Linked DNA regions of Mus musculus: region 1 is linked to region 2. A link is a contact called in public HiChIP or PLAC-seq data. All regions are on one chromosome and are shown on one strand. The core of a region is the stretch at or near the end of the contact, and the rest is flanking DNA. Distances in the headings are between cores, read along the strand shown.

What was found. HiChIP or PLAC-seq counts read pairs in DNA pulled down with a chosen protein or histone mark.
Region 1: a contact with region 2 is called in an H3K4me3 HiChIP or PLAC-seq map of the SCID.adh cell line, with 21 read pairs. The contact joins the enhancer-like site here to the promoter of B130024G19Rik in region 2. A contact is called at or near these places in 3 of 39 promoter capture datasets (embryonic stem cells and liver), 1 of 15 datasets of contacts at CTCF or cohesin (the NIH/3T3 cell line), 26 of 484 Hi-C or Micro-C datasets (the AML12 cell line, adipose-derived mesenchymal stem cells, cranial neural crest and 12 more), 11 of 115 datasets of contacts at active chromatin or transcription factors (the NIH/3T3 cell line, the SCID.adh cell line, craniofacial prominence and 8 more) and 2 of 9 other capture datasets (adipose tissue and embryonic stem cells).

The regions. Positions count from the first base shown.
Region 1 is chr7:70,575,707-70,581,120 of GRCm38.p6, reverse strand. Gm44812 reads right to left here. Exons shown (of 7, transcript XM_030243182.1): 5 at 3,236-3,311. Among named protein-coding and RNA genes, the nearest start is that of Gm35894, 9.0 kb to the left of the region's middle. Within about 2 kb of position 2,675, at least 1 of the 459 cell types and tissues checked has an H3K27ac peak or open chromatin away from gene starts, as enhancers often do. A contact at or near this core is called in the SCID.adh cell line, where this site is marked.
Region 2 is chr7:70,362,367-70,368,243 of GRCm38.p6, reverse strand. It overlaps B130024G19Rik (RIKEN cDNA B130024G19 gene), which reads right to left and starts at 2,861. Exons shown (of 11, transcript NR_045850.1): 1 at 2,753-2,861. It also overlaps a transcript of Nr2f2 not described here.

The DNA of each region.
Region 1 (5,414 bases), core at 1,426-3,925, 210 kb before region 2:
TATCATTGATGCCATATAATTGATGTGAATATGCAAGACTTGGAATAATGAATGGAATAATGACCCAAGAAGGACTACTGCAGACACCGAAGTAAGGCATCTAACAGGTGTATGTGCTGAACACCCTCAGACACACTTGCCAAAAACGAAAAAGAATTGTTTGAAATATACTAAAAGGAGTGAGTAGATATGTAGAGTTGAATTTAAAGAAAAAAAGTGGGCTAAGTCTTAAGTTTTTTTTTTAACCCATCAACCATTTCATAGGTTTAATACATCTAACTACCACTGAAATAATAAGTCATTGGTGATTATCAAGAACCAATGAGTTAGAATATATTCTTCACAGAAAGATAGGGTTTCCGATAGTTGGTTAGCTGAACTCATATGTAAAATGGAAACTCAATGTAGATCGCCCACAACATCAATCATAAGGAACTTCACTCCACCCTGACCAGGTTCTGGCCAAAAAATTTTAAAAAGCTTTCCAAAATGATATTTTGATATTTTGGGTTTTTTTCTTAATATACAATTTGGAAATTATACTGGAAGTCCAACTATGGAAAATTTTTAGAGATTTTTCTAAGGGATTAAAAATAGGATTTCCCCTCCTCTCTTTGGAGAATACTAAATTCAGATTTTCTAGCTCTTTTTATGAATGTGCATGATGTTAAAATCATTGGAGCGGCCAGGATGGCTTAGCAAGTAAAGGCACTGGCCACCAAGACTGGTGATCTGAGTTTTAAGCCCAGATTGTACCTGGTGGCAGGAGAGAACTGACCCCTTCAAATTGTCTTCTAATGTCCACACACATGCACACATATGCACAATAAATAAATAAAGATGGAGGCCATCAGACATTTTAGAAGCTATTGTGTCATCCCTTCCATGTATCCAATCCTAGCTTTAGAAAACTTACAGTTAGACAAAGGAACACTAACCAACTAATACTTTCATATCACAGGGCATATCATATTAACAACACCAGTATGTCTTCCAGCAACACCACAGATAATACTTGATTTTCAATATTAAGAGGCATGTTTTAGAAGTGCTAATAATGTGTTTTTTTTCTTTTCAAAGAAAAAATATTAACTGTCAATGAGCACTACACTTTACAATCTTTGCTGATTTCCATCTTGTGGGCATGCACAAGGATTGTAATTCCCCATCTCCTTAAAACTTGGCATGAATATGTGACCTGCTTTGGTCCATGTAATGTTAATAGATAGGAAGACTCAGAGTCTGGGAAAGCTTTCAGTCGCCACCACTTGAATTTTCTTTCTCTATTTCAGCGAGCAATTGCTGCTGTGTACGCTACTAGGAAGGGAAACCTCACCTCTGTGCCCTCAACAATGCACTCGGCGAGGTCTCTCCCATGTGCCATGAGCTGTGTGTGAGTTAGAATACAACCTCTCAGATTAAACATGCTGCAACCTAGAGATGGTTCACCCTGCAGCATAACCTGACCTATCCTAGCTGATACACCTCACCATATGTAAGAACAAGCTTGGTATAGAAAGTGTTGCTCAGAACACATTCCCTTGAAATAAACTAATAGATAAATGGTCAAACAGCTCTCCTCACAAACCAAAAGATACAGAAGGGTCCTGGGAGACTGTTAACTGCTATAGTCTCCTGTTGTCCAGCCTGACAATCTGAGTTTAATCTCTGAGACTTACATAGTAGAGAGAGAGAGAGAGAACTAACTCACACAAGTTGTCCTCTGGCTTATACATATATACTTATAAATAAATAAATTGATTGATTGGTTGGTTGGTTGGTTGGTTGATCTACTGGCTGACTGGTTGACTAAAATACAGCCTTGTTTGAATGGTCACATGTCAGAATTTAAGTTTTGTAGACTATTTTGAATTTTGAGTCAGTGCCTTTTCTAGCTCATTGCCTTCTCTGAATGGCAAAAGTAAAGATAGGTCCAGAACAGCTATGGTTCCAGCACTAACTATGCCTTCCTCTTTTACTCCACAAGTAGCCTGGAGCTCTACACTCATTGACACCTGAAAAACATTTTAGAGCCTCTAACACTGCAAAAGGACTTTTCCAATTTTTCTTGACAGACATTTAAAAGGTTTTGACAAGGGGGGAAAAAAAAGAAAAGAAAAAAGAAAAAGAAATACAAGTGATAATGGGCCCATTCTTAAAACCGACTTCATGGTTATAAGCATGAGTAAAAATGAAAATAAATATGTCTAATCACAGAATGTTTAATCGTGGGAAATATAAAAAACAACCCACACTCATTTTCATTGAAGATCATTCTCTTGTATCTAATTTGAAGAGATACAGAATAAATAGCCTAACAAAGGCTCACTTTCTATTATAATGCGTCATTGATGGAGGCCCAACCACTTTGCCTGATGGATTTCAAAGCGGAAGAGTGGCAGTCACTCACAGCACCATCACTGAAAAGCTGTGTTATAGATCATTTGATTTTAACAAGACAGTTCTATGCTTCTTAAAATGAGGAAACATCGTAGCCATGAAAGAGCATTATTACAGCTGTTTTCTTGACATTCCCCTGTAGAATTTCAAAACAACACTGTGGCTCAGAGTCTTAAAACCACTTAGGAGATCTGGACCTGCTGGCACAAGCCTATAATTCCAGCTCCATGAGAGGCAGAGGCAGGAGGACTGCATGTTCAAGACCTAATGGGCTACAGAGTGAACTCAAGGCCAACTTGTAAAACTTAGTGAGACTTTGTCTCAAAACAGGGAGCTGTTTTTCTGACTTCTGGACAGGTCCTTCTATATGCAGACTTGTAATGATCAGCCACCAGAAGATTGTATTTACAGGGAATATGCTATAATGCCTAGATGGTCATGTGCACTATGTGTACTGTGGCAAATGCTATTTACTGAAGCAGGCCTGACAAGAGATGAACAATAACAGGTGAGATACTATAGTGAAGGTATACAAGTCTGTCAACACATTTCACTCAATTTACCCTTCTAGTAATGATACTTGAAAGAAGTACTGTGAGGTTCTGTTTGACGTATGAAAATGGCTAAGGCCACTACTCTGTGTTCGAGTAGTATATTAAATGAAATAAGGATTACTTGAACACAAGTGGGTAATATCCTGATGGCTGATCTGATAACCAACATGGCCTCTAAGTGACTAGTGGGCTGGTAGATACTCCAGGCAAAGAAACGATACAAGTCCTTGGTGGGATACAATAGGAAATATCTCACACCATTCAGGAAAGATGCAGCTCACCATTTACAAACGGCTTCTGTGTGAGATCTTCCACTTGGCTGTTTGCAGGATGCATTTGGCTCCAGGGCAGTTGCAACTGTAAAAGAGTCCAACTTCCGATAAGAGAACACTCCTCCTTGTAAAGGTGACTGCATTCCTTCTCCTGGAGCAACCTCTGAGGCTGCTCAGTTACCTCATAAAGTTCATACGGCTTAGGTCGCTTCTCTACTCAAGCTTGCTTTGCTCTCACCAGGCCAGGGCCATCTCTTCCCACAGATTTCTCCTGATCCTTCATGCTCCTGTTTGAGATGCGTTTCTTCAGCATGTATTTTTCTACTGGTGAGCTGGTAAACTCATCCTTCAAAAAGATGCTCATTCATATGACATCCTTTGTCAAGCTGAGTTACTTATTTGGTGTTTTGTTTGTTTGTTTGTGTTTCTTTTTTTCTTTTTTTACTAGATTGGACTCATACCGGCTCTTATCACTGTCCTTTGTGAAAGAGTGTCTATGTTATATTGTTGTTTATCTACTAACTCAAGTACGCAGACTCCACCCCTTTAGTAACTGAGAATGCACTTTAGTTTCCCAAAATATTCTTCCTGCTCAATAGGTCCAGTGTCTGGCTTATAACCGTGGACAAATATTTGACCAATGAATGAGTCAATGGAGACATAGATGGGGCCTGAATCCCACTGTTGATTTTACCAGTGACCTGCTAGGTCACTTTAGCCATGACACTGGCTTCCTATGTTCCAAATTTCTGATATGAGAACAGGGGATACTAATCGCTAAAGGGAGGCTGTGAGGATTAATGAAATAGTTTTTTTTTTTTTTCAAGCAGTCTGAGCTCCCTGGAAGAAAGGCACCAGGGAAGAAACAATGTGTGAGTGTGATTTTTTTGTGGAACACCTTTCATCTGAGACTCTCAAAGCCCTTCACCAAACATGAACTCCGTAATCTTCTCAACACGCCTGCAGCAGCACTCCACTATCACCGTTTCAGAAAAAGGAAAACCACAGACAGCAAAAGGTTAAACAAGAAGCCCATGATGCGCTCCGTTCTGAACGCCAAATCCAGCACACCCACCTCGAAGCCCTTTGAACCTGGAGACACTTGCAACTTCCCTGACACTGCCTCACAGAGGAAGCCATTGAACCGTGCCAGCTAGCTGGCAAAGAGCCAGTTGGAAGGAGGGCCTACATTAATACCTTCCACAGAAGGAGGGGTGGGATGGCTCAGCGAGGGGATGACCACAATCCTCCCCCCCACTGTAACAGTAAGTCGACAATGTAAGCAAGCCTTGCCACCCATCACTCACCTTCCTCCCAAGGCTTTGGCTCAAATCGGGCTTAGATCTTTTCAGGGTCTCCTTTGAACTTGACACCTCACTGCGCCAACTCTGTTTCTAGCCAGAAAAATGTCTCATCACCTTTGAATACAAAGGTAGCGGTTTCGCAACCAAAGAAGTAATCCCAAAATACCACATTCAGGGAGTTTTCCCTCCCTAATACTAGTTTTCCTGCTGAATCCCGTGAATGTTAGCCAAGACAGGTGGTGCTAATCTGCCCTCTAAGAGGGAAGGAAGAATGTCAGCTATTCTGCATAGACTTGAGGGGGCGGGGGCGGGGCAGTGTTTAGATCAAGCCAGGGAAACTAGTAAAAGAGAGCAGTTTCTATTTATACCTAACCAGAAAGGCGACATTTGTGCATTTTTCACAAGTGTTAAGGTTATGATTCCTATCAGTTGTAGCCCTAATGCTGGAAATTATTTGCTATAAACATATACAACATGTATAGAAATAACAAAGTTCTGTCAAGATCCCACAAGGAAGCAGCCAGAGTCGCTCCAGTTCCTTCCTTCCCCAAGGGCCACGTCAGAACAAACGTTCCAGTCCATCTTGGTTTTAAGCCTAGTACAGTAGTGTGTGTTCACTGAGATCAGTGTCTTGATGCTAAAACCTCTGGCCTTAAGTGGTCTGGCCCACAACTTCCTGCATCTGTGACCTTTTGTCCACTTTGTCACTCATGAGCCCTTTGCTCCGAAGTTAGTCACTCAGGTAAAGCTCTTCAGCACCTGGCCACCTCTTCCAGACCACAGTCCTCTCAACGGCTGTCTAACTTCCTCATACCACAGAAGCCACCTGGAATTAGGGGGAAGAGTGTGATTTCACACCAAACCTATGTGACAGTTGACCCTAA
Region 2 (5,877 bases), core at 1,612-4,111:
AGCCATGGAATTTTGCCACCCCTCACCCTAACCCCATGCCCCTGCCCGATTTGGCCTTTCGGTCAGGCGGGCCTGCCTTTTAGGGTTAGTGCATCTCTCACCTTTGACCCTCAAGATTGGAATGGCTACCAGTGTTCTAAATTTGACCAAAGTTGGAAGAAAATGACCACAAAATAATTACTCCAAAGCCCAGTTCTAGTTCAGCGTCTGAGCCACCTTTCTGGTACAACAGCCACCTCCATCCCTATCGCTACCCCCCACCTTCTCTGGCAATGAATGCCCTAGTCACCTCTGAAGGAGGGAGCTGGGTGGCGATGAGTTGCCAGGTCTAATTGGTCTTTCATTAGGTTATCCCAGGCGCCCAGGCTGGGGAAGGTGGTCATCGATCAGACCTGGCATGAAAAGAAAAGGAGGCGGGAGAGGAGAGGAGAGGGCCAGAGAAGGGGAGGAGAGAGGCCCGGATTTAGATCACCTTCACCTGCCCAGAGCCCGGCCTCCCTGTTGGAGATCCCTCGACCTTCAACTAGGATGAAGGGGGCGGGGCAGAAGGGAGGGGGCATTACTGAATTACACACGTGGCCTCCTTCTAAGAGACAGAGTGCACCTCCTCTTCGGAGGAGTCCCACCAGCTATCCACTCTTTGTAACTGATGAGACAAACCGCAAGGAAAAACTTCTGTAGCCCATATTTATGGTATTAATGAATAGTTTAAAAAAGATTTACACTTCTTATGATCAATATTCTGAGTTATTTCCCTCAAAGTATATAATTACAGTGTCTTCAGAGTTTCATCATTGTTTGAGGTGGCAAAACCATTTGTAATTTTCATTAGCCAGTAAACATGTAATTAACATTCAGCACTGTGTTTAACTTAATTCCTGTTTAAGACAGGGACAAGAAGCAGTGAAGAGCGTTCGTTCCATTTGTCAAGTCTGACATACATCTTACCATAACAGTTTCCTAAAATAAAAGATTCATGTTTCCCCATTCTTCTCCTCTTAAAACAAAACAAAACAACAACAACAACAAAAATCCATTAGTTCAAACTGTACTAAACTGCAAGAGACAGCTCAGTCTGCTCTCAAGTTTTGCCAGTTATTGTATCTCTGCTTCTTTTACTCGTTTGGGGGAATTGATAAGGGGAGGGGTGAATTAAGTATTCATTATTTAAAGGCATGAAATAGGGGAACCCCTCCTCCCAAAAGAAATAGATTTCCTCTTCAGGAAAGTTCTAGAATGGACAGTAGAAAGGGGAGGGAGGCACTAATCCACAGGGGAGAGGAAGAAAAATCATTGGGGAGGGGGGACTTGAGTTAAAAGTAGAAAATGAGGATTCCAATTGATTCCTAGGAAAAAATGTTGGCCTCCTGTTTCAAGTTCTATCTTTGATCCAGGGTGAGAGGACCGTGTCTGCCAGTCTTAGGCTGCAGCTCCCCCCCCCCTCTGGTTTTTCCCCCCCAACTTGCTTTAGGATTAGCTTCCATCCCTCTCAACCCCAAATGGTGGAATTTGGCTGTGCCTCGGGGTTGTCCTGCTTTGCAATATTGCCTATAGTTGTTTTCGGTTTTCTGCTAAGACTGAGCCGGGTTGCTCCAGCCTCCGACTAAACTCATTAAGTTGGGAGATTTTTTTTTTTTTTTCAATTGGAAGGGTGTTTTTAAAGTCTCCTCTTTCCAGCCCCAAACAAGGTGTAACAACGCACTCTTCCTTCTAAGGCATCAGATGAGAGACAAGGATCACTCCAGACAGCTCCTACCTACGGTTTGGGGTTTTTTTTTCTTAAAGGCGAGGCTTGCATTCCTCAGCAGCTATGTACAAAGCTCCCTGAAGCTGTCTCTCTCTCTCTAAAGTTAGTGTGCAGGCTTTTCCAACGGCTGAGAGCGCCTGGTACACAGGGAAGCAGTTCCTTGAGGTGGAAGATCTCTTCTTTCACCTTTCTTTTTCCCTGCAGACTAATGCCTACTTTTTTATCAGTTTGCACAATCGCTTAGATAAACACCGAGGAGGAGAGTCTCTTTAATTATCAAAGACACATCTTTTCAGGGGGCCAACAAAGCATTTATTTCACCCGCCAAACTAAAGGAGAGTTATTCCAGTTTAGAAGGAAGATGCAAGCGGTTTGGGACCTTGAACAAGGCAAATATGGTTTTGGTATGTTTGCTTACTGTATTTTTTTCTCTTTCTCTTCTTTCTCACTTTTCTCCTTGTGCTGTGTGGGGTTGGGGATGACTTGGGGCTTTTCAGAAAATCGCTTTGCTAACGTGTATGCAATGCCTCGGACTGTGGTTGAAGGGGTCTGGGGGAGGGTGGGGGCAGTCAATTCAGTGCGTTGCCATATTTTATTACATGTATGTGGTAGCAGAGGTGGAAGGGGGGGATACAATTGCAAAGCTGCCAAAATATGATTAAACCGAAGCATAAAGACTGCGGTTGCCTCCCATCTCCTCGTCCTGTCTTCTCAAACTCATTTCCTTCCATAGAACTGACTGAAAACCAATCCTATATGCCTGGTTTTCCAAGCAGCAGATTGTCTAGGTTTGCTAGCGAAGGGGCTGCTAGGCTGGCTTTGGGTATCAGAATTTCCTGTTCGATTTGCCTCTGCGCTTCATTTTGCAACCTTGTGCAGCTGACATGCAGGCAGGCAAGCAGGCAGGCAGGCAGGGACCAAAGCCTTGCCTGGCGCCCTCGGCCGCGGTTCCGGAAGGAGAGCGCTCTGTTAAGCTAGGAGAATCTCAAGGAGAAGGGTACTCACCATCGGGCGGGGTGGTGAAGCTGGCGTGCGGATTTCAGGCAAACGTTTACCTTTTTGCTGTCTATTGCAACTGCGCCGGGCTGACTTTAGAAGCAATTCTGTGCTCTGTGCAAAATGTTCATGGAACGGTTCCTCATTAAAAAAAAAAAAAAAAAGCCAGCGAGAGAGACGACAGAGGCAGAAAGAAAAAAGAGAGGAGGGGTGAGGGGGACGCACATAAACCCAGTTTCAAAAAAAAAAAAAATCATCTCTTCACTAGAGACTCCGGAAACGTAGAGGCAGCGAGATCCCAGCACAGTCCAACCAAGCCACAACCAAATAATTTTCAATCCTGAAGAATTATTCAGATTAAAATGTACAGAAGTTTCATTCTCCTATGCCTACGTGAGCCCCAAGTCGTTTCCCTTTAAGGGCTCCTTTTCTTTTAAAGTTGGATTTTAGGCAGCAAGGACTCTTACACTAGGGGGCAGACAGATACTGCACTTACTTCAATCTTAAGCAATTTTTTCCCTCCCAGCATATGCTCTGATTTAGCACTGTAAATTTTTCAGAGGACCCAACTCTGACAGCCCCTGGTGATTTTCAAAGTACCACAAGCCAGTGGTTAAAAATTGCATTGACTTGGAAGTTCAGAGGGACACAATGGAAGCCCCTTCTCTATTCACGGAGCTCCAGTGTGGTGGAAGAGAAAAACACACACGACTAGATTGAGGGAAAGGAGAAATTCAATGGATCCTGGATTCTACTGAGCTCAGAGTTAAACTCGGAATTGCTGGGGTCTGTATTCATATTGTGATTTAATCTGTAAAGAATTACAGACTAGCCAACCACTTTCTGCAAGGAAACCATATTCCTGGGAGCTGAGGATATATATTTTTTTCATATTAAGACAAATGTTTTCCCCTAACTTTGACCAGTCAAATAAAGCTTGCCACCATTCTCATTAAAATAGATTTACATTTGCAGTAAAGGGCTTGGCTGAGTTTTTAAAAATAATAACATATAGAGTTGTATCTTTTAATTTTAGGACTTTTAAATCTTAGAGTTAAGACAGCTGAGCATCTTTAAGAAGGGCATTTAAAAATATTTTTGCTCCTCCCCATCCCCAATTCGGCTGTCCTGTCTCTTCATTCTCTCAGTAAAATTAATTACAATTCATGTGGTGATTTTTTTCCCTTCCCTTTCTAAACAGCATTTCTATAGCTAAATGAGTCCTAAAATACAAAGTGAAGCACCTCTAACTCTGTGGTAGTTATGTGCCTAGCTGGCTGTAATTCTACAATTCATATATACATATATATATATATATATATATATATATACATATATATATATATTTGAAGTCTATAATTTCTTTAGCTTGAAAAATGAGGAACACACACACGAAGCTTCTCCTCAAAAATCACCTCTTCGTGTGTGTGTGTGTGTGTGTGTGTGTGTGTGTGTGTATGTGTAAAAAGTAATCTTGACATGGAAATGGCTGCACTGGAGAGGCAAGATTAACATTTCTCCATAATCAATTATGCTCATCTATTAAGTCGAGATGGGGCTACCTATTAAATTTCCTGTGTCAGCCTCAGTCTCACTATATGCTGAGCTTGCCTCTAATCTGACATTTGCAGTATCAAATAATTCCTTAAATCAGAGAAGTTTTTTTTAAAGACCCACAATTCTCTGAAATGACTTATTTTCTATCTTTCTTATTCTCTGTAGGAGAAAGTTATATGGTGTCTCTAATCAGCCAGAAGTGCTCAGCCTAGCTTTACTCTATGACCACCTTATTACACACCAGGTTTATGATAGGCTAGTACCTGCTATAGCTTGTTATTTCTTAAAACATTCAAATAATCACAGCACCTGCCGCTGTAGTGCAATATGTGAGTTCTGTGGAGAAAGGGAAGGCTGAGAAAGATTTCAGGGTGAAGCTTAAATAGGATTTTTTTTTCTCTTTGCCAAAAAGTCAGCGTCTGCCTGCCCATATCTTTCTGCCCTCCTTGTCTCACACTCTGTCTCTATGTGCAAAAGAAACTGCCCCGAAAGCGTGGTTTTCTCATGTCAACTGTATGTTCAGTTCATTTTACTAAAGTAAAATTTACACTGCCAAATTTCTGCACTACCAAGGATGCTTCCTAAAGTTGTTGTTTTACTCTTTGTGGTGTCTTCTTTTCCCTCTTGTAGCTCAGCAAATTTTATGTTAAAAAAATAATTTAATTGTTGGTAAACCTGTTTGACTTATGGATTTAGTTTTGTCTTGGTTCAAAGTATTCCCTATTAAAAACAAATTTCTCATACAATTATGGAATTCTCACAATCAACTAGCGGGTCTAAATCAAACAGCAAGTTTAGTCAGTAGAATATAATGTGTCCTGGAGGTTGGTTATAGAACTATATATGCTTTATGGTTAAAACTGAGGCACAAAGTCAAAGATACATCAATATCATTGGTTTGAGCGTCTTGAGATGAATGACACGGACAGTAGGGTTTGTTTGTTTTTCCTGCAGTGGCTGAGGTAGACTATGGCGTGTTTGTGGCTCTTATGAGTTATGCTGGTATTATTGCCATTTGGAGCAGGCTCGCTGGGTGTGTTTTAATGACTATATGAGTATTTAAAGAGAATTTGAACAATGAAGTCCATATTCAACTGTTCTATGACCTAGAAGCGTCGTCTTGGACGTCTTTGTCTGGGTACATTGACAAATGTGCATCTGATACATGTGCGTTTACATGTGTGTACAGAGGGTGTGCACAGGCAAGGCTGAGAGGCTGCCTCCGCCTGTCCATCAGCGGACAGAAAGGTCTTTCTCCCTCTTTTCATGACCGGGTGTGTGACAGGTCACTGGCTGGCCAGTTAGCTAAAACCAATAAGAGAGGATAAAGTTGAGAGGAATTTATTTTAATTGCATCATAACAATGAGGTGAAGTCTGGTGTTTCTCAGCATCCGAGATGCTTCATTTGAGCATTTAAAATGTCAGGCCACAAATCTATAAAATATTAGCCCTCCAAAGAAAAAGGCAAATATCGAACGGTTTCTTTTCCTATAAACAAACAAACAAACAAAAAGGAGCTACCAAGCCGAGCAAGTGATGGGAATTCATTAAGCAAAGGATTTGCCACCCTTCGGAT